Regions from separate parts of the Danio rerio genome. Here region 2 is linked to region 1. A link is a contact called in public Hi-C data. All regions are on one chromosome and are shown on one strand. The core of a region is the stretch at or near the end of the contact, and the rest is flanking DNA. Distances in the headings are between cores, read along the strand shown.

Region 1 (5,464 bases), core at 1,230-3,729:
AAAAAAGTGTTAAACCCTGTTTTACTTTTAAAAATAAGTTAAAGTATCAAAACAATTAAAAGAATTCTGTCTTACTTTTTGGTCATATCTATTTTTACAGGAACTTCTCCGGGGCTTTCAAGCTTAAATCTAAAATTACCTATTTATTAATTACTTCATTTTCTTTTCGGCTTAGTTGCTTTAATAATCAGGGGTTGCCACAGCGGAATGAAACACCAACTAATCCAGGATATGTTTTACGCAGCGGATGCCCTTCCTGCTACAACTTATCACTGAGAAACACCCATACATTCTTAATCACACACATACACAACGAACAATTTAGCTTACCCAATTTACCTGTACCACATGTCTTTGAACCAGCAACCTTGCTGTGAGGCGAGAGCACTACACACTCTGACCCCACGTCGCCTAAAACTACCCAAAAGAACCATAAAAATAGCCAGTTGGCAATGCTTCAGTCTTCCCCTTTATCGAGCTATTAAAAATGTCGCAATGTTAGTTTATATTGTGAATATTTAAACTTTTAACTATTTTAATTTTTCTCTGAGAAGATAAAATAGGTCTTTTTCTAAACCAAGACAATTTTTACTTCTAATGACCAGCAAGACTAATAGTGACAGACATTTACAGTATAAGCTGCATGTTTCAATTTTAAATAAAATATGTTCTTTTGAACTCTTTATGAATCAAAGAATACAGAAACACTGGACTAGTTTTGAATAGCAGTTAGATATGTTTTGCGATGCAGATGCAAGCTTACATTAAACTTTAGTGTGTTCGTGTTACACTCCTAATACATAAAGGTTCTTTATCACCATAAATGGTTCTATTAAGAACCTTAATCCCATGGTTTATTTAAATTCTTAATTCTGTTTACTGGGAGTTGTGCAATAAAATCACTGAATGCACAGGTAGTTAAAGTCAGTTTTGATCACAGTTTAAAACAAATGAGCTTCCATCAAACATTAGTAGTAACCTGTCATGGTCAGGTGTGTGATGCAAAGGGAAAAACTAAGTGCGGATCCAAATGCAGCATTAAAAATATTTCATGAAAAACTATAACTAAACAAAACAGAACTAAAACAAGGCAAGACAAATCAGGAAATACACGGGCATCTTGAGAGCAACAAAAATATAACAGACAACAAGAGGGGAACACAAACTGAAATACATTGTCCTCGTAATCAGTCCTTGACAATCCTCGAGCTGTGTGTATGTAATCATTGGCGATCAGGAACAGCTGTGTGTGAGGTGCATGGCAAGACTTGTAGTTTAATAGTGTGTGTGTAGTTCATATGATGTGTGTGTCATGCCTACTAGTCCCTGGATTGCTGGTGATTGTTACATAACCATAGTAACTCAATGAGTTGCCTGAGCCTTTCTTCATCTGTAATCTCAAGGACACCAATGTGTGCTTTACAAAGAAACATGGAGATTAACCAGCTTGCAAATATGCTCAAAAGTATTTGCAAAGAGGTAGCCAGCACATTTATGAGCTATTAGATATGCCCATGTCATTTACATGCACAAACAACTCTCTCTCTCTTCCGTGCTCGCTCAATGACTAATTCAAAGCTGGAACTAAGAGATTTAATATGTTGAAACTGACAAGAATTTGGTCACATTTTCAGCTGTAAAGAGGAAAACTAGTTTGAACTTGTCTGACACTTGGCAGAATAAGCAAGATAATCAATGGCTTGCTGTGTTTTAAAGATTTTAATAGCACTTCACGTCGAGTGTTCTTTGCCTCAGTTTTGTGAATTTAAAAATCCTTTAATTCATATACTTAACATCCATGGTAGCTTCCAATGCACAATGTTCATTATTATATAAGTGGAGTTTGTTGATTTATAAAAAAGTTTATTACAGTAAGATTGAAATTCTCTTTTAAGTCCAAAATATTCTTGGGGCAACCTACAATGGCAGTGCTGTAAAAAACTCTGTATGAACCTTTATTTTTAAGACTGCACGAACATTAATTATACCTCAAATCATGCAGATTTTTAAGGAAAAATGTGGTTGAACTTACAATTTTTTTTTGCTAAAAGTGTATTGGAGCAGTAAACAGCCACCCAGCAGTGCTCTAGAAGTAAAGGACATTGCTGAGGACAATCAGACTCCCATGAACACACCAATAACGTCACGTTCAAAGAGCTCAGAGCACTTAAAGAGATTGAACCAATGGCACTAATGGTACATGGATAGAGCGGTAGATGCACTCGTTTATCATACCACTAAAAACACGGCCACTCCACAGATATGAAAATTCCATTGCTGTGCAAACCCTCCTCCATTATTCATAACCGAGACTTACAACGTCCCTGCAGTTTTTCCCCCCTTTTTTTAAAGAAACAGTGGCTTATGTGTAGGCCTCCAGAAACTACTTAAAAAATGGGCAGCGGTGGATCATCTTACCCCTGTTCCTCCCTGTTATCTGTGCTGAAATCTCCCGGCCCTCCTTCCCTGCAGATGAATTTGGCCTAATCCAGCCATTTGTGCTGAGTGATAGGATTTCATACCTTAGGGCAGGAGGCTTTGAGAACATGGGTAAGGTAGACAGGCTGGCCATTGTTTTTGCTGGGCGTGCACCTCGCACTTTTAATGGCGAGGGGGTTGAGGAAGGTTATAGACGTATTGAGAGAGGATAGATGGGAAACTGCTGCAGGGGAGGTTCAAGCAGGTGGAGGAAGTGAATAAAATGAAGGATTGGCCATGTAGTGTTATTTTTGTGTGTTGGTGGTGGTGAATTCAAGAGGGCAAGTATTATTGAAATAAAATAGATTATTCAATATGGCTTAAACCCAAAGTATGTATGTATATGCTTAAAAAAAAAAAAAAAAAAAAAAAAAAAAAAAAATATATATATATATATATATATATATAAATATATAAAAAAAAATAATATATATATATATATATATATATATATATATATATATATATATATATATAGAGAGAGAGAGAGAGAGAGAGAGAGAGAGAGAGAGAAACGCTTAATACTTCATTAACTGCGACTCGTTTGTGTTCTGACCACACGTGCTTGGTTTTATACGATATCAATAAAATGTTTCGTGTTAGTGTTGTAATACTTTGAGCCACTAAACATTGTTCTTATGACGTTTTTCTACAGGAGTACATTGAAAATTACTTCCAAATACTTCAAATATACTGTGTTAGTAAATGCAAGGCTATTTATGAAATAAAGTCATGACACTGTTTAATAACGTTTCAGATTAATAATGTTTAATAGGCTACAGGAAATCAATCTGTCAGATTTTGGAGTGCATTACACGTCTGAAGAAATTTATCAATGAAAAAGTATCTTAAATAAAACAAATACATTTATAGATATGGGATATAAGAATATAATTTTACTATCTACTTTCTACTAATCCAGCTTCAAAGCCAAACATTTCAATTGCCCCCTAGTGGCTGGCTGCAGTTTTTGTGTCATAAACCCTGCCCTCTCCATGTAAACAAACTGGAAATTAACTTGTGCTAACATATGCATAAAAACAGAAGTATAAAATGTAATTTATCGCAACTGTCAAATGACAGAGATTTATATGACTTCTCATTATTTGATATTCATAATATTGTTTACATACTACCCCATTGCTAGGCCCACACGGAATCTGCACGAGCAGAATTCTGCAGATTTTTTGAACATCATTGATTCTGTTTATTTACTTTTGTAAAAATGTGTAAATTTATATTTATTCAGTTTTTAAATTAATTGCAGTAGTATTATTGACTAATATGAAAATATACGTATGATTTATTTACAATATAGTTTGTAAAGTCATATTTTCTGTCTTTTAGTAGATGTATTATATGAGAGACTTGCTTTGTTTACCAAATAAATTGTATCTAACTAGATTTACATCGTAAACATTATAAAAGTGTAAAAGGTATTGCTTTTTATTTCATATATTAAGGTTTTAGTTATGATACTCCCAAAATAATTCCGCTCAAATCCGCAGATTTTTAACACAATTCTGTATAGAAATAGCAAAAAAATTTCCGTCTGGCCTGACCCCATTGCCAGCAACATGTTAAAATAAAATCCTGATGCTTTAAAGTTCGAAAGTGAAGGAATAATACAATATATTGTACACATTTCCAACGCAATCTCATGGCAATTTGTAACTTTTTAATTAAGTGGGTAATTCGTATGAATTCGCATGATCTAATTCATACAATTTAGTATGATTTTCTCATTACCCAATGGTGGTTGGGTTTAGGGGTGGGGTTTAGTGCCACACCTCCTTTTTAAAATCATACATTTTCATACGACTGAATTTATACAAATTCATATGAATTAGCAACTAAACTGACAAAATGTAAAAAAAGTTCAGGTTGACATTTCATATTCAAATACTTTTTACAGTACAAAATTACAAAGTTATTGTTCATTTTTTAATAGTAAAATGTGTAGTTTTTTTATATTATACAAGACACAATTATTATTGTTCAAAAACTGTGAAAATGCATAACTACCAAAGCAAAATAAAATAATTTAAAGGATGGTTTAGTGCAGGGATGGGCAAACTTGATCCTCGAGGGCCGGTGTCCCTGCAGAGTTTTGTTCCAACACTAGTCAAACACACCTGAACAAGCTAATCACTGTGTTTTCAAGATCACTAGAAATCTATAAGCATGTGTGTTTGATTAGAGTTGGAGCTAAACTGTGCAGGGCATCGGCCCTCCAGGGCCAAGTTTGCCCACCCCTGGTTTAGTACTAGTGTTTCTCAACCACGTTCCTGGACAATCACCAGTTCTGCACATCGTCCCCTTAACCAAGCACACCTGATTCAGATCATCAGCTCATTAGCAGAGATTGTGATAGGTGTAGCAGACAAAGGAGACATCCAGAACATGAAGTGTTGGTTGGCCTCCAGGAAAGTGGTTGAGAAACACTGGTTTAGACTATTATGTTTTGCATATATACTGTAGATATTCAAGTCATCTTATGAAGATTAAAGACGATGTAAATTTTGCAATGTCAGCTTTTTTTTTTTTTTCAAATACCATTCAGCCCTAGACACAAGTAAGGCAGTTACTGCACTTTCAGGGCACAAGGCCAGTTTAAAGATAACCGCATTATTCAAAGGGTCAGAGCAAAGGCGCTTGGGACTGATTAAGGATCAAATGGTTGAACTCAGAAGTAACAGGGCAGCGTGTCATTAGACCGGTCTCTTTCTGTAATTGCCAATGAGGATATGGATAAAAGGCGTAATAGATCGTTAGCGGCCCCCCAACCCCCTCTTTCTCTCTCTCTCTCGAGCATACATCCCCTTTTCAGATTCACCCTGAGCACTTCATGCCATCGTACCATCCATCAAATACACCGGTGTGCCCTACAGCCAGGAACATTCACATAGATTACTGATGGATAAGAACAGATCATCTTACCAGTCAAGCTGGCCCTCAGCCAAACATGGGCGATTTATAACAATAG
Region 2 (5,464 bases), core at 1,321-3,820, 46 kb before region 1:
GTTATTCGTGTTTGCTTCAACTTTTTGGACTCGGGATGTCCATGTGCTGTCATCTCATAGAAATAGGATAACCAGCTTCTGGTGGTTGTCATGAAGATAATGTTACTAGTCTCAGATTAAATGTTTACAGACCACCCACAGACTGTAGACTGACTGCCTGATGCATATATTGGAAAGTCTTTTTGACTGTAAGACTGCAGGTTTTCTTTCTTTCTTTTCTTTCCATCTAAGTCACAATGTTAATGTACAATTAAAGGCAAAATTATTGGGCCCCTGTGAAATTGAAATTCTTTTTCAAATATTATTTCCCAAGCACTGTTACATAGAATAAAAAAAAAAAATTCAACACATTTTTAAACATAATAGTTTTAAAACATTTCTTATAATTAATTTCTTTAGTCTTTGCCATGATGACAGAATATAATATTTAAGTAGCTATATTGCAAGATACTAGTATTCAGCTCAAAGTGCAATTTAAAGACTTTAATACGATAATTAGGATGACTAAACATTAAGGTTGGTTAATTAAGCATGACACTGGACAACAGTCCAAAACATTTGGTATCACTTTATTTTGATGGTCTCTTAAACGCATTTTGTTGAATTTAATTTACATTGCATCTAAATGCCAAATAATTCTCAATAGATTATACGTAGACGATTAGGGTTGGGGTTAGTGCAAGTTGACATGTACTTGCAAGGTTTCTTACAGTCAGTTTAATGTCTATTGAAGGAGTATCAGCAGACATTAAGCAGACAGTCTACTAGTACTCAAATGAGAAAATCATTGGCATGTAGTTGCAGTGCAACTTTTAGCCAACAAAATGTGCAATAGGGACCATAAAAATATAGAGACTAATAATGATAAAAAAAAAAGCAATCTATGATGAGATTAGATGATTGCAATGTTTTTGGGAAATGCAACCCAGGGTAGATGCTGCATGGTCATCTGTTGTATTTATATTACCTTAGTTGTCATGTAATGGTCACTGTGTGTTTACACTTGTAGTTTGGTTCTCTTAAAATAAACTCATAAACATTAATTATTAAGTTTTATAATACAAAACAACTGCTAAAAACAAAACTATAAGTATTGTAACCTAAACTTTTGAGGCACTTTTAATAAACATTTGGTAAGCATTTTCTGATAAATACATTTTCATTATTGATATCCGCACCTTTTGGCGTTTGCTTTCCACTGCGCACGTGAGCTGGAAAAGTCCTACATATGCAAAGTGTTTATGCAGACATTTTAGTATCGTAAAAATTAATCAAACAATGTCGCTATCTCCCTACAATACTTTTGCATAACTCTATTTTTATTTTAAAATTAAGTCAATTAAAAGAACTTTTAAGCGATCACAAAGCTATTGTGTGAATATTAGAGAAAAAAGTTTTATATTGTACATGGCAGAATGTATTTCTGTAACATTTTTGTGAAAATTGTTGTGAAATGTTTAGCAAATAAAAGATCTTTTGATTTATGTTAAAGTATTTATGATTCTTTATTTTAAATGGAAAAGATGCATTACACTTATAGATTTTTTTTTACTGAAAATAAATTGACGCATTTTGAATATAGCAAAATGCCTTTAAATAGTTCTTGAAGGAACACATTTAACATTTCAAACCGGAAGTACAAATTTGCTTGAAATAACGCAAAAACAACCAATTTACACTTTTTAGTGAAATATAGGTGTCTTAATAGTGTTTTTAGCAGTGTGGGACACATATACGACTGTCAACAGCTCAAAAAATGTGTTTTGGTGTTTCGTGACCCTTTAAGGTACAGAGTGTCGTTTCACTGTAGTGGTACCTTCATGGATCAGATTTGTACCTTTGATGTAGGTACAATACTGTATCTGCAGGTTTTAAAAATCGAAGGTAAATTTCGGTTTCCCATGGTACAAATCATGTCCTTAAAGGTACAAACTGCAATGGTACAAATTTGTTTCTTTGTCAAATTCTGTTCCATAAAAAGGTACTGCCCTAGTGACAAGGGTTTGTGCAGTCTTTGGTACAACATTGTACCATTTTTCTGAGAGTGTACAGTAGAAAAGAGTCATTTACACAGTGCACACTTTCATCTAGCTGGATGTTGTAAACAAATATTCTCTTGAAGAATTCTTTTGATCTCTTGAAGACGACGGTTCAGGTAGAGCGCAGGATGTCTATTTTACTTTGGCTTTTTAGTAAAAATATTTTTAGTAAAATAAATAACTTGATATTCTCATCAAGTGTCGATTAATCTGTTTCCTACTTTCTCTTTTTTTATGCGATTTGTCTTTAATGCCTCTCAGTGTGCTTCAGTGGTGTCAGAGCTGTCAAACACATGCAGAGCTAATTGAGTTAATTGAGTAACAATTGTTGAGATGTGGGAGTTACTGTAGGGTGGCTTGTCAACTCTTCTTCACAACACTCTTATCTTTTCACACCTGTTTTTAATAGTCATTCTCCTCACGCTGTGACCGTACGCATCCGAGACTTCACACACACACATTCACACGGAGCCAAGGGGTGCAAGAGGATCCCCATACTTGGATTTCACCCTCTCATCATGACATCCATTAAAGTCCTGCTGGGTCCCAGTCCCTAGCGGGTAGACAGCACATTAGCGCTTGGACCATTGAGCTCAACAAGGCCCTGCTCTGAATTATTGATCTCAACACAACTAATGAGGAAACCCTATCCCCTCTTTTGATGAGACACACACACACACACACACAGAGACATACGCACGCACCGCAGTCACACTTCTGTTTAAGCTCTGTAATGTCGTCGAAACTGCCCACCCAGCCGTCAGTTGGTTTGCCAGGACTGGGGGGTCCATATAATCAACCTGTTAATCAGTGCATTGACGTTCACAGGCTCAAATGGCCTCGCTGAAAGGACCAGTGCTGCATTTCCCTTCGTAAGCATATGTAGATCGGAGAGAACATTGCAATCATCTAAACTGATCATATCATTAGTGGCAATGTTTTTGGGAAATGCAACGCAGGCGTAGATGAGTTAACATGCTGGTCTAATCTAGATGCCGCATGGTTATCTGTTGAATTTATATTACCTTAGTTGTAATGGTCACTGTGTGTTTACACTGGTAACACTTTACAATAACAGTACATGAATAATGATGTGTTAATATGTCAACTAAACATTACTTTATTATGAACTAATGATGAATTAATGCATGTGCTAACCGTGAACTAACTTTAACTACAACATAAGTTCATGTGTGAATAACAGCTACCTAAATTACTTGTTAGTACATGCTTGTTTGTTAATTAATGTATTAATACCACATTTATTTGTGCTTTATTTAACAATCATAAACTCATGACATGTTAATATATACAACTGAAGTCAGAATTATTAGCCCCTCTTTGCATTTTTCTTTCTTTTTAAAATATTTATCAAAGGATGTTTAACAGACCAAGGAAATTTTCACAGCATGTCTGATAATATTTTAAAGGAAATCTTATTTGTTTTATTTCAGCTAGAATAAAAGCAGTTTTAAATTTTTTAGAAACCATTTTAAGCTCAATATTGTTAGCTCCTTTAAGCTAGATTTTTTTCGATAGTCAACAGAACAAACCATCGTTATTCAATAACTTGCCTAATTACCCTAACCTGCCTAGTTAACCTAGTTAAGCCTTTAAATGTTACTGTAAGCTGTATAGAAGTGTCTTGAAAAATATCTAGTAAAATATTATTTACTGTCATCATGGCAAAGATAAAATAAATCAATTGTTAGAGATGAGTTATTAAAACTATTGTGTTTAGAAATGTGTTGAAAAAAATCTCTCTATTAAACAGAAATGGGGGGGGGGGGGGGATAAACAGAGGGGATGATAATTCAGGGGGGCTATTAATTCTGACTTTAAGTGTACGTGTATCATGCCTTTACTTAGAGGGGCACATCATCATTAACCCATTCTTAACTACTCATGAACTCTTTATCGATGTCTAACTAGTTCGTTTGCACTAAATAACAACAGAAAAGTGGGTAACACTTTAGATTAGGTCACAATTCATGCTATTAACTACTGGTTTATGACTTCCCTATTATTAAGATACTAACGGTTCATTATTAGTTTTAAAGTATGATCTTATTCTGCATCCCTAATACTACTCAAATCCTAAAACCAACTTCTACTGTACTAATTATTAACAAACAACTAATTAGTGGTTTATTAAGCCAGTAGAGTTAGTTAATGGTTTGTTAATACTGTGATTTGTGAGCTAAACTAAAGTTTTACCGAAAAAAGTGTACCGTCAACATCAAATGTTTAAACAAAACGAATAGTTAAGGATGAGTTCATGATGATTTGCCCCTTCAAGTAAAGTCATGACATAGTTATACATGAACAGCTCATGTGTTCATGTTGGTTACATTTAGCGTAAACTTAAATGTTAATTAATACATTTATTAACGTACTAACAAGAAATAAAGGTGGTCGTTATTTACACACAAACTCTTGTGAATCATGTTGTAGTTAGTTTATGATTAGCACATGCATTAACTCATCATTAATTCATGATATAAAGTCATGTTTAGTTTACATATTAATACATCCTCATTTATTTACTGTTATTGTGAAGTGTTACCTTTACACTTGTAGATCTGCGTGGGGAAAATTCCCTAACATGGGTCGGGAAAGTGTTTCTAAACTTTTATGATTTTCTTTCTTCTGTTGAACAATATAAGACATACTGAAGAATGTTGGAAACCAGCAGACATCGACATTCATAGTAAGAACAAGCCATGTTCAACAGAGGAAAGAAACTTAAACAGGTTTGGAACAAGTGGAGGATGATGACAGAAATTTTATGTTTTGATGAAACAAGTCAAAAACTGAATATTCAAAACGTGCTGGGTGTAGAAATGATGTTTTTTTAATCACCTGAGATCTTCTGAGGAGCTTATGTGATGTGTAATGGAGTCAAAACAGTGGCAGGAATCACACAAATGAACATCTGCTGCTAGGAGATGTATTTACAACACCTGTATTGAACAGTGATGGGAAACAAAAAATACATTAAAACACAGGGATAATCAAGCATTCTGACCTTCACATCTTATGATAGCATGTTCTGTTTTTGTTTGTTTAGAAGTCTTTGATCTGTGTTAGATTTACATTTCAGTCTAAGTACTCCAGAGTTTGTTATGAAGCAGATCAAGACCTTTCTTTTCAGCTGTCCCAGTCTGCTTGTTTGGTGTGCAACTCTCATGCTTATGCAAATGAGTCACAAAAAAGTCACCTGAGTTATTTAAGTCAAATGTGCCATGTCTGAATGTTTCCTTTTTAAAGTTAATCTTTAAAAATGGGTATTTTGTTTCATACTGTATATTATAAACAAGGTTTTTCTTTTTCGAGTCTGTGACCCCCAAAATAACAATTCCAATGACTCGCAACCCCATTATCCTCTGAGGTAGTTATAAACATACAAGCATTGCACATAATGG

What was found. Hi-C and Micro-C count contacts between places; a contact is called where the count stands out from the background.
Region 2: a contact with region 1 is called in a Hi-C map of embryo, with 2.4 times the contacts expected there. The contact joins two enhancer-like sites. A contact is called at or near these places in 6 of 18 Hi-C or Micro-C datasets (caudal fin, embryo, fibroblasts and 2 more).

Annotation. Positions count from the first base shown.
Region 1 is chr23:31,183,561-31,189,024 of GRCz12tu, reverse strand. The region is part of intron 1 of znf385a (zinc finger protein 385A); the gene reads left to right. Among named protein-coding and RNA genes, the nearest start is that of znf385a, 62 kb to the left of the region's middle. Within about 2 kb of position 2,479, at least 3 of the 62 cell types and tissues checked have an H3K27ac peak or open chromatin away from gene starts, as enhancers often do.
Region 2 is chr23:31,229,862-31,235,325 of GRCz12tu, reverse strand. The region is part of intron 1 of znf385a (zinc finger protein 385A); the gene reads left to right. Among named protein-coding and RNA genes, the nearest start is that of znf385a, 16 kb to the left of the region's middle. Within about 2 kb of position 2,570, at least 4 of the 62 cell types and tissues checked have an H3K27ac peak or open chromatin away from gene starts, as enhancers often do.